Regions from separate parts of the Ovis aries genome. Here region 1 is linked to region 2. Evidence: chromatin contacts called from public Hi-C data. All regions are on one chromosome and are shown on one strand. Each heading gives the region's core, a stretch centred on a gene start, on an enhancer-like site or on the middle of the called end of the contact. The rest is flanking DNA. Distances are from core to core; before and after follow the strand shown. Region 1 has its middle 210 kb from the start of TET2. Region 2 holds the start of PPA2 (inorganic pyrophosphatase 2).

Region 1 (4,185 bases), core at 1,408-3,907, 530 kb before region 2:
TATGCCTTTAAATAAAAATGAGTGACTATGCTTCAGTAATATATTTTCTTTCCTAATTAGCATATTGTAGAGAAGGAAATTATCAAGAAAATGAAATGTATTGAAAAGTATTCTTATCTGATTTCATACAACTTTCCAAAATATCTAAGGAAATAGGGAACTTCTAGAAGTAACTCATTCTTTGTTACTTCTCATAAAAAATTTGGAGACACATTTTTTATTCAATTAACAGTGACTTAGAGCAATAAAGTTGGACTTAGTGACTGAACAACAAAGCAATAAAAACATCTAGTGAGCTCTTGAGGAGGCTGGGGGTCGGCAGCCCAGCACATGTGCAGTAGCTCAGTGGCATCATCAGAGGTCCTGGCTCTTTTTCTCTGGCCCCCATACCTGGCCTCAACATGTGGATCTGCTCTTCCAAGTCCCAGAATGACTGTCACAACTTCTCTTGGTGTTCCCATGTGTGCATGCTAAGCCATTTCAGTCATGTGTAACTCTGCAACCCTGCGGACTGTAGCCTGCCAGGCTCCTCTGTCCAGGAGATCCTCCAGGCAAGAATACTGGAGTGGGTTGCCATGCCCTCCTCCAGGGGATCTTCCCAACCAAGGAATCAAACTCATGTCTCTTTTGTCTCATGTGTTGGCAGGTAGGTTCTTTACCACTAGTACCATCTGGGAAGCTCGGTGTTCCTGCGGTGAAAGGAAAACATAAGGGATGTGCAGCACTAGCTTTGTCTGTCCCTTGGATGAGAAAAGCAAAAGGTTTTTGAAAAGTCCCTCACCACTTCACTCAACAGGAATCCCCTGCATCTCACTGATCAGAAATGGGCCAAATGTCTGGGAAATTAAAGAATACTATTATTAAAGTTGAATTGAATCACTGATGAGTCAATGCTTAGAGCTGAACCTGTGGTGTTGCCAAACAAATTTGAGGTTCTGTTAGCAAAGAAGGAAGCAACAAAGGAATCACTCAACCAACTTGCCAGCTATCCATCATAATAAGAACCACGGAACTGATTCATGAAACCCACCTAACAACTTCCCAGGCATTCATCAAATACTTCCCATCAAATAGGAAAGGTCACGCTCCACCTCTTGCCCGACTAAAGCACACACTAGTATCTCTGCTCCCTGATACTTCACTTTGTGGTCCTCACAGGCAGGAACAGGCAGCAACACACAGCCCTGCTTCTAGCCACACTATCACTATTTGCTGCTCCATATGGTTCTCTTTGTTCTTGTTGTATAGCTACTAAGTCATGTCTGAATCTTTGTGACCCCATGAACGGTAGCCCGCCAGGCTCCTCTGTCCACAGGATTTCTCAAGCAAGAAGAGTGGAGTAGGTTGCCATTTCCTTCTCCAGGGGATCTTCCCGACCCAGGGATCTAATTCACATCTCCTGCACTTCAAGATTCTTTATCCCTAAACCACAAGGGAACCCCTATACAATTCCATCGGGGCTTCTTTTACCCTTCAGAGCAGGCAGCCCATGAGCCAAATTTTGCCTGCTGCGCATGTATGTCAAGTTTCATCAGAACATAGACATGCTTGTTTATTTATATATTGCCTATAGATGCTTTCACATCTGTGGGACAGAGACCATATGTCCTTTATTGCCAAAAATAATTTTACTGTTTGGCCCTTTAAAAAGAAAAGTTTGTCAAGCCCTGGTCCACACATCTGTTAATTTCTCACACACATTTCTGTAAATGGCAAAATTATACCCTGCATTTCTCTTATAACTGCATGAGCACAACCCTGGAGAGATAGGAAGTTTCCAAGAAATAGCTTCTGATTGATGGAAATGAAAATCAAAGGATTGATAGCTAAGAAATTCTGGCATAGTAAATGACACATAGTTGGTACTTTATTTTTACTGAACAAATCCAGGAACTAAGTAATTGATTAATGAAAACAAAATACCTAGAGTGTGGCCTATGGATCCTGATCATCTATATTCAAATGCTGTATGTCCTAGACAATAAACTTAAGCTCTCTGTGCCTCAGTTTCCCCTTGCATAAAATAGAAATAACAGGACTTAATAAACTGTAAAGTGCTCAGAACAATACCTGGTACATGATAAACACTAAAAAACTATTAGCTGTTAGTAATGCTCTGAGAAAAAGTCCTTTTAAACATAGTGTATTATTTTTTTCCTTTCTTAGCTACTTATCTTTAAACCTATTCTGTATAAAGACACAACTGCATCCAGAGAAATTTCCACCTTTTCCTGGTGATACTAACTCATGTCTGAACCAAGAGGAGATTGCAGAGAAATCCCAGGAAGTAATTGCTAGTAGCAGGGTCAGAGAAGAAAGTAGCAGGCACTGGTGGGGAGGGGGGCGGTCAAAAACTCAAGCATGTCGACACAACACGTTTGAACCCCGTTTTCACTGATGAGAAGCATCAGCGCCATGGACATGAGGTGAATGGCAGGAGAGGGCTTGCATCGAACTGTCAGCTAATGAAGTGGTGAGAAATTAGCAAGCCTTGTGATTTACACGCTAATTCTCCCTAATGCCACCTGGGGGCTTCCTGCAGGCCGTGGGCGAGGAGGGGAGCGGGGTGGAGTGGAAAACGGTGCAGCCATGCTGCCCGCAGCCAGCCTGCACCACTATTCTCTCTTTGCCAGGCAACACAGCAGCCCAGCTTGCTCCCATTCACTGTGCAGCAAGCACTTGGCCGACTTCCCTCACAGCCTGGGCAAGCCTCAGCTATAGCAGCAAAATGAAGACAATGAAAGGAATTTTAAAAGGCTTCCACCTTTTTGCACTTTCTGTATGCTCCCTCTCTAACGATCAGCTCAGCGGGCAACATTCTACCTTTTCTGCCACCCTGCCGGCTCCCTCTCACCACGAGAACAAGCCAGTGGAAATGGACATCATAATCAGAGCTCTCTGTGAAACGCAACTCAGAAATAAGATTGGTGAGACGGTGCACTCAAGAGCTGTTATCACTGCACTTATCATCATTACTTAAAAGAGCTTTTCTGGTAAATCTTCAGCCTGTATTTCTCTAACAAAAATGCAGTTCTGTCCAGTAGCCTGTTCCTGGACTCTGTTATGAAAGAAGTAACAGTTCTCACCCCAAAAACACATGCCCGGGGGAAGCAGGGAAGGACTATCTCAGTCTGCTGGCATCTTTCAGGCAAGAGGCCAAGTCGGAACTAAGGAAACAGTGTATGATTGTGTATAGAACTGCCTCCCATGTTATCATCATGTATTTCCTTGGATGGCCTCTGGACTGTCAAATGAAGAACGCTGTGTTTCAGCTCCCCCCTGGTAAGCAAGGGCTGGCTTTAAGACCATTAGGAAGGCGGAGAGTGCTACAGTCTTCTCTGTTTCTCTAGGGTCACAGTGTAATTGTGTGGTGGGAAGAACGGGGCCCTGGAGATGGCGTTAACAGTCACTTCTCATTACCTCCCACTTGGTTCATTACATCTATGGACAGCGATCGCCCATGTGTGGATACTTCCATTACACAGAAAGAGGTAATGTGCTGTAGACCTCGAACGGCTTTCAAAGGGGGAGAAAGCGGTTTATTCCAGGCACAAACCTATCTTGTCTCCAGGGGCCAGGCCAAAGGAATGGAAAGCGGCATAAGGAGTATATGAGTGGTGATCAACACAGGACAACCAGGCCCCACACGTACTTAAACCCAGTGAGATGTTTATATGTGTGCATGCCGCTAGTATACAACCCACCACACAAGGGGCAGCACCCTCACTTACTAACCTACCAAACTGGACCTTAACAAGCAGATCCACGCATTCAGGAGTACTGTATGTAAAGGCTAGCCTGTATGCCCTCTCCAACTAGCATTCATACTTTGCTCCCTCTCACTCACGCACGAGCACACACACACACGCACGCACACACACACACACACAAATACAAAATACCTCTTCCATCTGCAAGGGTGAGACCTGAGAACCATGAGATCCAGATATACTATTGCATGCTTTTTCCTCAAGGGATTAAAAAGCCCCAGCTACATTATAAACCAAGGGGACTTAACCAGAAAGAAAATAGAATTATAGAGAATTACAGACTGTTAGAACCAAAAATGAATTTTAGGTATTATTCCAAATGGTAACATGCAGACTTTTTATTTAAAGAAAAACCTCTCCCCTAAGATTCAATAAGAGGTACTTAAAAAGAAATGTCCATGATGGAGTCAAACTG
Region 2 (4,009 bases), core at 329-2,828:
ACACCTCCACCCTAGGCTCAAGTAGGAAACGTGTAAACATTTTGTAAATTACAGGTATCAAAAATGATCACAAGTATTAACAACATAACTTATATTCTAGATGCTGTGACTAATACACTATGCCATGTAATTCTTACAGCCCTACTTTACATATGATAAAAACCAAGGCTCAGCAAGTTTGGAAACTCGTCCAGGATCACATAGTTAAGAGCTAAAGAATCCAGATTCGAACTGAGACCCAAAGTCTCTAGAGTTGGCATTCCTAATTGGTGGACGGTAAGGCAAGGCCGTGGAGAAGGCAATGGCACCCCACTCCAGTACTCTTGCCTGGAAAATCCCATGGACGGAGGAGCCTGGTAGGCTACAGTCCATGGGGTCGCTAGGAGTTGGACATGACTGAGCGACTTCACTTTCACTTTTCACTTTCATGCACTGGAGAAGGAAATGGCAACCCACTCCAGTGTTCTTGCCTGGAGAATCCCAGAGACAGAGGAGCCTGATGGGCTGCCGTCTCTGGGGTCGCACAGAGTCGTACACGACTGAAGCGACTTAGCAGCAGCAGCAGCAGCAGCAGCAGCAGCAGCAGCAGCAAGGCAAGGACAACTTCACAAAAAAAAAAAAAAAAGGTACTATTCCCCTTGGGGCTCTCAGATCAGTGAGGGATGACAGCAACTCAACCAACCTCGCTGCTTCACATCATAGCTAACCTCCACAGTGAAACATACAGGTGCCAAAAAAAAAAAAAAGTGAGACTAAGGGAGACCTGGGTCTTTCCCATCTTAGCTGGCCACGTCAAGGTCCTAAGTCGCTTCGCCCTCTGGATTTGCTCAATTTGGGGAGAAGAAGGGGTTACTTTGGAACAAACGAGGTCCTTGATCGTGGATCACATTCAAGGTGCAAACTCGCGAGTATAAATTCAGGCTGCTGAGAGAGCCTTCATCAGAGCCCCGCCCCATAAAAGAACAGCTGGACCAAGCATCGCCGAGTCCCGCCTGCCTCTCCAATCGCCAGCGGCCCTAGCCGGAAAAGCCTTGTTACGCCCACCCGGAGGGCGGGCTGACCCGGGAACTCGGTTCACCACAGTTGAATCCGGAACGCCGGCGGGGGCCGGGCTAACGGCTGCGGGCCCAGGCAGGTGACGGCGGCCCCCGCTCAGGGTGACCCGGCGCGGCCCCGCCTGCCGCCCTGCGTCCCTGCGCTCCGTGACTGCGGACTTGGCTCCCTTCGCAGGCGGCTCCCGCGGCTCGGCGCGGGGCCCCGCGTGCGGGAACGTGGCCTGGACCGCGCGGCGACCGCGCTGTGCCCGCCGGACGCAGGGATGGAGGCCACGCTCCCATCCCCAACCTCCGGTGCGACGCGCGGCGGGCCTCCCGCGAGCTACTTACTGAAAAAGAGGCGGTAATCGGGAGAGTGGGGCTGGCCGCGCTCCTCCGTGCGGTACAGGGCCATGGTCCGACGCGGCCCGGGCCCTGCGCTCGCTCCCCGCGGCAGGCGGGCGGCGGCAGCGGCGGCGGCGCCCACGGGCCAGGCCCAGCTGGTGCGCAGCAGCGGCAGCAGCGCGCGCATGGCGTAGACACTGGTCCGGCTTCGCGCGGGTGGTGCCGGGGGACTCGCCCGGCCGCGCGCCGGCGCCCCCTACCGCCCGGAGTGGGCACTCCCAGGCGGAGGTTTGGAACCCCGCCCCCGCCACGCTGGCGGTGGAGACTGCTCCTTGAAATTAGAGCGCCTGGCAAACTGGCAGGATTGCACAAGGGTACCCGCAGCGAGATCGAGGTTCAAGGCCCACCACCCTTGAGGAGCTCACTGCCACTTATTAATGTATACATGCATTCACTCTTTTACTCACTCATCCAGACAGCATTTACTGTATTTATCATGCATGTGCGCCAAGTCACTTCAGTTCAGTTCAGTCACTTCAATCCTGTCCAACTTTTTGCGACCCCATGGACTGTAGCCCATCAGGCTACTCTGTCCATGGGATTTTCCAGGCAAGAGTATTGGAGTGGGTTCCCGTTTCCTTCTCCAGGGGATCTTCCCGACAAGGATCGAACCTATGTCTCTTATATCTCCTATATTGGTAGGCAGGTTCTTTACCACTAGTGACCACCCAGCCATAGTGACTTAATATTGACTAATTGCTCTGTCCCAAGCACCCTCTATATCCTGTCCAATGTTGGAGACAGGCATGCACGCACATGAAAACATCACTGTGAGACATAATCAGGCCTCCTTATGAAGACTTGACATAACTTCAGTTCAGTTGCTCAGTCTCGTCTGACTCTTTGCAACCCCATGAATCACAGCACGCCAGGCCTCCATGTCCATCACCAACTCCCGGAGTTCACTCAGATTCACATCCATCGAGTCCGTGATGCCATCCAGCCATCTCATCCTCTGTCGTCCCCTTCTCCTCCTGCCCTCAATCCCTCCCAGCATCAGAGTCTTTTCCAATGAGTCAACTCTTCGCATGAGGTGGCAAAAGTACTGGAGTTTCAGCTTTAGCATCAGTCCTTCCAAAGAAATCCCAGGGCTGATCTCTTTTAGAATGGACTGGTTGGATCTCCTTGCAGTCCAAGGGACTCTCAAGAGTCTTCTCCAACACCACAGTTCAAAAGCATCAATTCTTCGGTGCTCAGCTTTCTTCACAGTCCAACTCTCACATCCATACATGACCACTGGAAAAACCATATCCTTGACTAGGACCTTTGTTGGCAAAGTAATGTATCTGCTTTTGACTATAACTTAATTTCATGGCTGCAGTCACCATCTGCAGTGATTTTGGAGCCCCCCAAAATCAAGTCTGACACTGTTTCCACTGTTTCCCCATCTATTTCCCATGAAGTGATGGGACCAGATGCCATGATCTTCATTTTCTGAATGTTGAGCTTTAAGCCAACTGTTTCACTCTCCACTTTCACTTTCATCAAGAGGCTTTTTAATTCCTCTTCACTTTCTGCCATAAGGGTGGTGTCATCTGCATATCTGAGGTTATTGATATTTCTCCCAGCAATGTGCTTCTTCCAGCCCAGTGTTTCTCATGATGTACACTGCATAGAAGTTAAATAAGCAGGGTGACAATATACAGCCTTGACGTACTCCTTTTCCTATTTGGAACCAGTCTGTTGTTCCATGTCTAGTTCTAACGGGAGTAGCCATGAAGAGATATCCCACGTCCAAGGTAAGAGAAACCCAAGTAAGACTGTAGGTGTTGCAAGAGGGCATTAGAGGGCAGACACACTGAAACCATAATCACAGAAAACTAGTCAATCTAATCACACTAGGACCACAGCCTTGTCTAACTCAATGAAACTAAGCCATGCCCATGAGGCCACCCAAGACAGGCGGGTCATGGTGGAGAGGGCTGACAGAATGTGGTCCACTGGAGAAGGGAATGGCAAACCACTTCAGTATTCTTGCCTTGAGAACCCCATGAACAGTATGACATAACTTACAGAGCCCCAAACAGTAACTTCCTCAGATGCCTTCTCCATGAAGCCCTGCCTACTTAATTCAAGCAGAGGTGATTTATCATTCCTTTTTCTTACATTTTCTTTCCTACAGTGGCACCTGGTACTGTTTCTCCCTATGTTTGTAAATTTACCATTTTCCCCATTTCATCTGATCTGCACACTGGATTGACTACATGCCAAGCACTTAAGATTTGAGATTTAGTACTTTTGAAGAAGGGAGCATCCAACATACCTTACATAGATAATGGCTCCTTTGTTGTTGAGTTAAATTGTTCCTGGAACTCCTTCTCTACCAAACCTCTGCCATGAGCATATGAAATTCTAAGCTTAAGAGCGTATGAAATTATCGGCTTTCCAGAAAATTTTATGGGAATAGCATCTACAGGTATCATCTCTTCTTTTTCATATTCTTCCTTCATCCCAGTCCAAATGGGTTCCTTCCTCCACCCTCACCAGGTTATCAGTAACTCATTGAATATAAAGGTCAATTCCCATAATAAATCAGAATGAGAGAATCCAGAAGAGAACATTAAATAAGA

Evidence for each region. Hi-C and Micro-C count contacts between places; a contact is called where the count stands out from the background.
Region 1: a contact with region 2 is called in a Hi-C map of hypothalamus, with 2.7 times the contacts expected there. The contact joins the enhancer-like site here to the promoter of PPA2 in region 2. A contact is called at or near these places in 3 of 16 Hi-C or Micro-C datasets (blood, hypothalamus and tail adipose tissue).

What each region holds. Positions count from the first base shown.
Region 1 is chr6:20,624,608-20,628,792 of ARS-UI_Ramb_v3.0, reverse strand. No RefSeq gene overlaps it. Among named protein-coding and RNA genes, the nearest start is that of TET2, 210 kb to the right of the region's middle. Within about 2 kb of position 2,657, at least 9 of the 54 cell types and tissues checked have an H3K27ac peak or open chromatin away from gene starts, as enhancers often do. A contact at or near this core is called in hypothalamus, where this site is marked.
Region 2 is chr6:20,089,814-20,093,822 of ARS-UI_Ramb_v3.0, reverse strand. It overlaps PPA2 (inorganic pyrophosphatase 2), which reads right to left and starts at 1,578. Exons shown (of 11, transcript XM_060417551.1): 1 at 1,386-1,578. The coding sequence starts at 1,566.